Linked DNA regions of Sus scrofa: region 1 is linked to region 2. A link is a contact called in public HiChIP or PLAC-seq data. All regions are on one chromosome and are shown on one strand. The core of a region is the stretch at or near the end of the contact, and the rest is flanking DNA. Distances in the headings are between cores, read along the strand shown.

Region 1 (3,962 bases), core at 840-3,339, 590 kb before region 2:
TTCTTGACCATAATGATAGCTCCCATTTAGTTGAGTCACTCTAACCTTTGCCAAAGCCCTAGTTCAGAGATAAGGAAACAGAGGTTCAGAGAGTTTTTCAAGGTCTCACGGCTGCGAAGTGGCAAAGCGGGGTCAGACTCTAAGCTTGTCATCTTTCCACTGTGCCTTTTCTCATAGGAGAGAGTGGTTCAACCCTTCCCCCTTCCCTGGACCTACATTGCTTACATTTCCAGGTCCTGATAGTGTGTTTGTCTACGTGACTTGCTTTGGCTAATGGAATGTTGGCTTGTGTCATGTGTGCAAAGGCTTCAAAGCCTTGTGCACTTGGCCTTGCTCTTGGGCTTCTTTACTGCCAAGGACTGCCTTGGGCCAGTTCACAGATCTCAAGAAGAGGACAAAAGGAATTCCCTGGTGTCTCAGTGGGTTAAGGATCCAGTGTGGTCACTGCTGTGGCATGGGTTCAATCCCTGGCCCAAGAACTTCCACATGACACAGGCATGGCCAAAAAAAAAAAACGGAAGACGAGAGACATGCCAAGCTGACATAGATCAACCAACACCCACTGACCCACAAATCCGCAAGAATAAAGGATTACTGTTTGAAGCCACTGAATTCTGAGGTCATTGGCTTATAAGCATTTTGTCTTTGTTTATAGTGGGGTTTTGTTGTTGTTGTTTTGGTCTTTTTAGGGCCGCACCCTCGGCACATGGAAGTTCCCAGGCTAGCGTCGAATTGGAGCTGTAGCCACCAGCCACAGCAATGCCAGATCTCTGCCTTGTCTGCGACTTATACCACAACTCATGGCAATGCTGGATCCTTAACCCACCGAGTGAGGCCAGGGATTGAACCTGTCTCCTGAGCAGCATTTTGATAAGATCAGCTAAGGGATCTACCATGCCTTAGAAATACCTGCTGCTGAGATAAATAACAGATGGCTGACAAGAGTTATAGAAAGGCTCTAAGTTCTTTCTGGCTAGACTTGCCAGATGGAGCAAGGAAAAATACAAGACCCAGATAATTTTAAATTTCAGATAAACATCAAATAATTTTAGTATAGGTGTGTCCCAGGCAGTATTTGGGAAATACTTATATAGAAAATTATTCATTGTTTATTTAAATTGCTTATTTAACTGGGCCTCTTGTATTTTATCTGGCAACCCTATTCTGGCAGATTTGCAAGAATCGCACTACCAGAAAGCAGCTGTGTGTAAAAGCGCGCCTGAGCTAGAGAGTAAGAGAGATGGACACAGAAACCACCTCCTCTACTCTCCATCAGGTAGTAAGGGATCAGAGAAAAAGGTGTCAGAAATGTTAAGAAAGGGCAGGCTGGCCACGAGACGTCTCTGTCAGCTTTATTAATCAATCACTCTAAAACTGGGGATTCATGGGGAGGCCCTGGCTTCCCTAGTTTCAGAGCCTGTGGTACCCCAGAGAGAAATCTTCCCAGCAATCTGAAACCTGCATCTCTTGCTGGCCCTAGGTAGCGTTTCCCAGGTTACTGCACCATCTGTCTCTGAGATGCCTGCAAGGAAAGATGCTGTGTGGGCCTGGGAGAGAAGGCTCCAGTCCAGGCCCAGGAAGGGACTGTCCAAAGACTGGTTGTCAAGAGATCAAGCCAGCCAGCAAGTGGCCAGTCAAGCCAGGGGGCTGGATGAAATCAGAGAGAAGAAATGGACCACTGAGGAGGTCAAAGAGCAGAACAGCCTCAACTCAGGAATGCCATCCACCCTCCACTTTGGTACTCTCTTAAGCAGATTTGGACAAGCCACTGTTTTTGGTTTTGCACAGTCTGTGAATAATCGCCAACTCAACCCAAGAAGAAATTCCATGCTGTCAGCCAGCAGCACAGATTGTTGCAGGAAAAATGACACAACTCCATCCTCTGGGCAAACTTGCAAATTATTACAAATTTCCCCATCTCTTCCACTCACACAGCTGGCTGGAGAAAGTGTCAGTTTTTCCATGGAGATGGGAGGCTTTTCCTCCGTGTGAGTTCTCGGGATCAAACACATCCCTAGGGTGCTTTGTCGACTTTCATTCCTGGCTCCCTTTTCCTCTGACATTGAGACAGAACCAACCCAGGCCCCGCTTGGACTCAGACACCAAGCTCACCGCCACCTGGCCCTGGAGCAAAGATGGATCTCCGAAAGGAACACTGGCTGGCTGAGATGCTGCCTCTCCAGATGAATGACATCACGAAAACAATGTGCACTATGTGGCGTTCAGTGCAGAACAGTTCTGATACGAACAACAGCCCACTTATCTAAGGATTAGGGCTGAGCTAACCTCTGAAACCTGCCCTGAGTGCTGTCAGCACCAGGGTCCGGCTTCCTCCAGACTCACACGTGGCTTGTAGCCATTTCCCTATTTGGATTCAATCCAGTGAATAATTATTGCTCTGCTATGGGGCTTTTCACATCGTGCTAGGCTCCAGGCAATCCAGCAATTAATAATGCACAAGGTCTAGCTTTGGGAAGTTTGCTATTTAGAAGGAAAGGGGATCTACACATTGCTATTATGTGAGAAGAGACCCAAAAGAAACTGTGTGATGGGAGTGATCGCTGGAGAAGGGGATATGGAGAGGTGATCTCCAGCCGGGAAGGCCTAGGGTTGTGGGGAGGGGTGTCTCCTGAAGGAGGCAGCATTTGAGCTGGGCTTTAGTCGTGGTCCCTGGGAGGTTAGGAAGTCTAGGTACCCAGACAAACAAAGATGTGGAGGGTGGGTAACCCCTCAGCACGGGATTTACAAGGAGAAGAGCAAGAAGTCAGGTTGTAGCTCTAGACAAGGAGTCAGAGCCTCAGAACCACTTCCTCAGAAGCGTATCCAGACTTTGCTTCGTGTCTCCAACTGGATCCCAGATACTGGTGGGCTTCCTGTCCCTCAGTGCTCAGTGCACAGCCCAACACTTGCCCTTTTTCCTCTTATTTAGAAGGTTAGATTTTTTTTTTTTTTATTCTTTTCAGGGCTGCTTATGGAAGTTCCCAGGCTAGAGGTCAAATCTGAGCTGCAGCTGCCAGCCTACACCACAGCTCACAACAACACCAGATCTTTAACCCAAGGATCAGGACTAGGGATTGAACCCAGGGATCGAACCTGCATCCTCATGGATACTAGTCGAATTCTTAACTGAATGAACCACAACAGGAACTCCCCAGAAGGCTAGATTCTAAAATCATCTATGCTGATAGGTTAAAGGATGCATCTAACGTATACCAGTGTTAGGTTAAAGGATGCATCTACCGTATACCTGTGTTAGGTTATCATCATATTCTTTTTTTTTTTTTTTTTTTTTTTTTTTTTGTCTTTTTGCCTTTTCTAGGGCTGCTCCTGGGCACATGGAGGTTCCCAGGCTAGGGGTCTAATTGGAGCTGTAGGCCAGCCTACGCCAGAGCCACAGCAACACAGGATCCGAGCCGCATCTGTAACCTACACCACAGCTCACGGCAACTCCGGATCCTTAACCCACTGAGCAAGGCCAGGGATCGAACCCACAACTCATGGTTCCTAGTCGGATTCGTTAACCACTGAGCCTCAACGGGAACTCCATGTTATCATCGTATTCTTTAGGCTGTTTCTTTAGGAGACCTCAAGTAGCTCTGAGCTCCAGCCGTCTCAGTTAATAAAGAGAAAGTAAATTCTCCTCATTGCAAAAACTTTTGGAGCAGCAGGAAACCAACCTGTCAGCTGAAATTGATTTATTCATTCAACTGGAATTAACGGAGACCCATTTAACACATCCCCTGAGAGGGAGCAGTTTACTTCATTCAACCCATAAGATCAGGCTGATCATCCCATGATGATGTAACATATTCATGAGAAAATCAGGGCAGAGATGTCCATTCCCACTTAATAAATGGAGAAAATGAAGTACAAATTTCCCAGTCACCCAAGAGAGGGATTAGCGCACTAATGTGTTCACCAGATCATCCTATAGCAGAGTCTCCTCAGGTATAGGACGAATT
Region 2 (4,006 bases), core at 1,486-3,985:
TCGTGGTGCTGAGTCAATGCCAGGCTGAGTTGCTTCTGTGGTTTTATGCCTTGGGTGATGATGGGCAGAATGAGCAGTGGGGATCTTGGTGGTGGGAGCCATGACGAGATTACTGATTAGGAGATACACCGGCCATAGGTAAGCCTGGAGTCCGTCTGGCAGAATATACAATTTGAATTTAGATAGGTGATTTTGACTGCCTTAATACAAAATAATAGTGTGGCTGGTAAAGTGGCTTAATTTTTTAAAATCAAATATAATAGATTTATAATATTGTGATAGTTTCAGGTGTATGGCAAAGTGATTTTTTTTTCCAATTTTTCCCCAATTGTTTTCCACTATTGGTTATTAAAAGCTATTGATAGAGTTCCCCGTGCTATACAGTATGTCCTTGTTGTTTATCCATTTTAAATATAGTAGTTGTTTATCTTATATATAGTAGTGCGTATCTGCTAATCCCAAACTCTTAATTATCCCTCCCCCCACTCTTTCTTTATGTAACCATAAGTTTGTTTTCTATGTCCACAAAATTGCTTAACTTTAAGATATTAAAAGATATGTAAGAGTTCCCTGGTGGCTAAGCAGGTGATCTAGCGTTTTCACTGCTGTGGCTCTGGTTACTGCTATGGCACGAGCTTAATGCCTGGCCCAGAAAATTCCACATTCCATGGAATAAATATTTTTTAAAAAAGGGTGTGTGTTTTTTTTAGCAACATGGATGGACCTAGAACTTATCATGCTAAGTGAAGTCAGCCATACAATGAGACACCAACATCAAATGCTTTCATTGAAAAAAAGGACAGACTGAACTTCTTTGCAGAACAGATGCTGACTCACAGACTTTGAAAAACTATGGTCTCCAAAGGAGACAGTTTGGGGGGCGGGGGGTGTGTGCTTGGGTTGTGGATAGAAATCCTGTGAAATTGCATTGTGATGATCATAGTACAACTACAGGTGTGATAAATTCATTGAGTAATAAAAAAAAAAAGAGGGGGGAAAAAAGTGTGTGTTTTTGCCATCTAGAATCAGCCACCATGAAGAATTTGTTATATTTGCTTTGGCTCCTGTTATGAATGAAACAGCTACTGATCAACTGGAAGTTTTCTGTTTCTCATCTCTCATTCCTTTCACCCCAGAGGTGAGCACGACAGTTAGCACTTGGGGTCGCACTCAAGGGGAGAAGAAGGTGGGACATCACTAGGGATGTCAGGTGGCTGGGCTAAATAGGAGAAGGAGGATCAGGTCCCGGGATCTGGGGGAGAGATCTGTGTAGGTCAGTGGCCTTGAAAGGAGCTATGCCTTTCATTGAGGGACATATCTGCCTAAAGCAGTGCTCAGGACAAAGAAGAGTGAATGGACATCCTAATCTCGCCTTTCTCCAAGGCTCTGACCCCTTGTTGGTGCCGTGCTGTCCACCCTCAGCAAGGAATTTGAGGCACCTGTGGTCCCTACTCTCCAGCCTCCCAGGGCAGGAAAGGTGCTATAGAACAGACCAGAGAGGGCAAATGCCGCAATGATCCAGCACAGTGTGGATCCTGAGCTATTACCAATACTTGTCCCTATACATCAACATGTTAATAAATAGCATATCGCAGGGGCTCTTTTTTCTGTAAATGGACAGACAGTAAACATTTTCGGTTTGGGGGGCCACGTAGAGTCTCTGTCATATATTCTTCTTTTTTAATTTTCACAAACTTTTAAAAATGGAAAAACCATCCTCAGCTTGTGGGCTGTATAAGAACAGGTCATGGGCTTGATTTAGTCCATGAGTTTTGGTTTGCGGACCCCTAGCGTACACGATCAGTTTTGTGTGTTTCAAAAAATTTGCACGATTTATATTACATCCTAGTTCTTTTCTAATGCCGTGTAACAAATTATCACCAATTTCATGGCTTATAAGAACACTCAATTTATTATCACACAGTTCTGTAGGTCAAAATTCCAGGTGGGCTCACAAATGATTACTTAGGTAGGAGCTATAGATATCTTGGTCTGTGTGTTTCATAGCCTTGCCTTTGATGGTGGAAATCTGGTGGAGATATTTTTGTCCATTCAGCTCCCCAGTGGTCCTCAGATTATATCCAATGGGCAACAATTTACTGAACCCAGAGACACAAGGCTGAATTTAGCCACTGTCAAGAGTGAATGTGTTCCACCGATATGAGAAGGAATATCTTCTATTCAAATGGGTAGCACTAACTGACTGGGAACCAGTGTAATGTGGTTACTGTGCTGGTTGTGCTGAGTGACTGACAGCCAGTGACAGCAAGGCATTTTGTCCTTCTCTGAATGCGACAGATAGCAGAGAATCAGGAAGGGGAGTCTTCCCTTTGGTTCGGCTGACAGGTACCTAGAAGGCAGTGAGAATACAGTGAGTGAAACCAGATTAAGGAGAGGAGACATTTTTTTCTTCTGTGGTAGGAAGTTCAAGTAGCCTAGGTGGATTCAGACACTTGATTGTGTTATCAAGGACTCAGAGACTTTCTATCTCTTCATTCTGTCTTCCTCAGTGTTGGTTTTTCCTCAGGTTTCAGCAGAATGGCTGGAGGAGTTTCAGGCATCATATTCAGACAGAAACATTTCAGGCAGAAGGGACTGCCTCTCTTTTAGAAGAGCAGGAACTTTCTCCAAGAACACCCCTCCCTCAGCAGAATTCTTTCCATATCTCACGGGTCAGAATTGAGTTGTATGCCAATTTCTGAACCAACCACTGCCAAAGGGAGTGATATCACCGTTAGACCATACAGTTTATTTCTAGAACGTGGGTCAGTTTTCCCTGAGGCACCCAGCTGCCTGGGGAGGGGCTGAGTATCTGAACAAAACCAAAGCCTTGTTAGGGAAAAACAGGGGGTGGGCAGAACAAAGGCTGGAGACTTAAGAACAGTCCCCTCTGTGTCCTAACAGTTCACCCCTGTCCTAACATACATTAAAAGGTGCTCACAGCTCACATCCATGCAATGATGTAAACGCTGAGGTGCAATCATCTAGGCGATATAAGTTTATGCTTTGAAGGGGTTTAATTAAGCAGTTTTCACTTCAGTTTTGCAAGTTTCTTTTCATATTGTAGAGTCAATAAATCTTTCATCAGATCGCAAACATTTTGTAGTCTCTTGCAAAGCTGGTAGACTGTGGACCACATGACTGTTGGGGCCACTTTCTACTTGAAAATAAGGTCATGACGCCAAGACTCATGTCTTTAGTCGGTCATCTCTCTATTTCAAGTACATGCAGGAGGACTGCTTTCTTGTCCAGGGACCAAATCTTTTATTGCACAATTCATGACAAAGCTCAAAATACAAAATTCTGAAGGGAACACTTCACGTTTTACTAAAACTGCATAGATAGCTTTTAAAATGAGAAGATGAGAACAAGAACAATGTATACCACGGAAGTAGGTAAGGAGAGTCTGGGACACTAAACCAGGTGTCCTGGAGTAGGTCTTATATCAGATCCTCTGCGCTCATTAATTCCATACACATTAACTGAGCACTGCTGTGTAGCAACAGACCTGAAGCACATGGTGAAAGATTCAAAAAAAGTGTAAGCAACAGTTATTTTTTCTAAGGAGGTTGCCATCTTGGAAAGAAGGATGGAGGTGGGGGTGCATTTATAGTCATGGATTTAAAATGTGATTTGGGGAGTTCCCATTGTGACTCAGTGGTAACAAACCCGACTGGTATCCATGAGGATGCGGGTTCGATCCCTGGTCTTGCTCGCTCAATGGGTTAAGGATCCAGCGTTGCCATGAACTGTAGTATAGGCTGCAGACATGGCTTGGATCTGGTTTTGCTGTGGCTGTGGTGTAGGCAGGCAGCTACAGCTCCGATTTGACCCCTAGCCTGGGAACATCCATATGCTTGTGTTCAGCACTAAGAAAAAAAAGCAAAAAAAAAAAAAAAAAAAAAAAAAAAAGATTTGGACTATTTAATTAAATTAAAATTTTTAAATTAAATTAAATTAAAACTGTGTTTACCAGAGTTTTTTTGAAAAAGTTTTGGAGTATAGT

What was found. HiChIP or PLAC-seq counts read pairs in DNA pulled down with a chosen protein or histone mark.
Region 1: an H3K27ac HiChIP or PLAC-seq map of skeletal muscle shows a contact between it and region 2, with 5 times the contacts expected there. The contact joins two enhancer-like sites. A contact is called at or near these places in 2 of 2 datasets of contacts at active chromatin or transcription factors (alveolar macrophages and skeletal muscle).

What each region holds. Positions count from the first base shown.
Region 1 is chr13:10,509,993-10,513,954 of Sscrofa11.1, reverse strand. No RefSeq gene overlaps it. Among named protein-coding and RNA genes, the nearest start is that of NKIRAS1, 200 kb to the left of the region's middle. Within about 2 kb of position 2,089, at least 11 of the 83 cell types and tissues checked have an H3K27ac peak or open chromatin away from gene starts, as enhancers often do. A contact at or near this core is called in skeletal muscle, where this site is marked.
Region 2 is chr13:9,919,425-9,923,430 of Sscrofa11.1, reverse strand. No RefSeq gene overlaps it. Among named protein-coding and RNA genes, the nearest start is that of UBE2E2, 83 kb to the left of the region's middle. Within about 2 kb of position 2,735, at least 10 of the 83 cell types and tissues checked have an H3K27ac peak or open chromatin away from gene starts, as enhancers often do. A contact at or near this core is called in skeletal muscle, where this site is marked.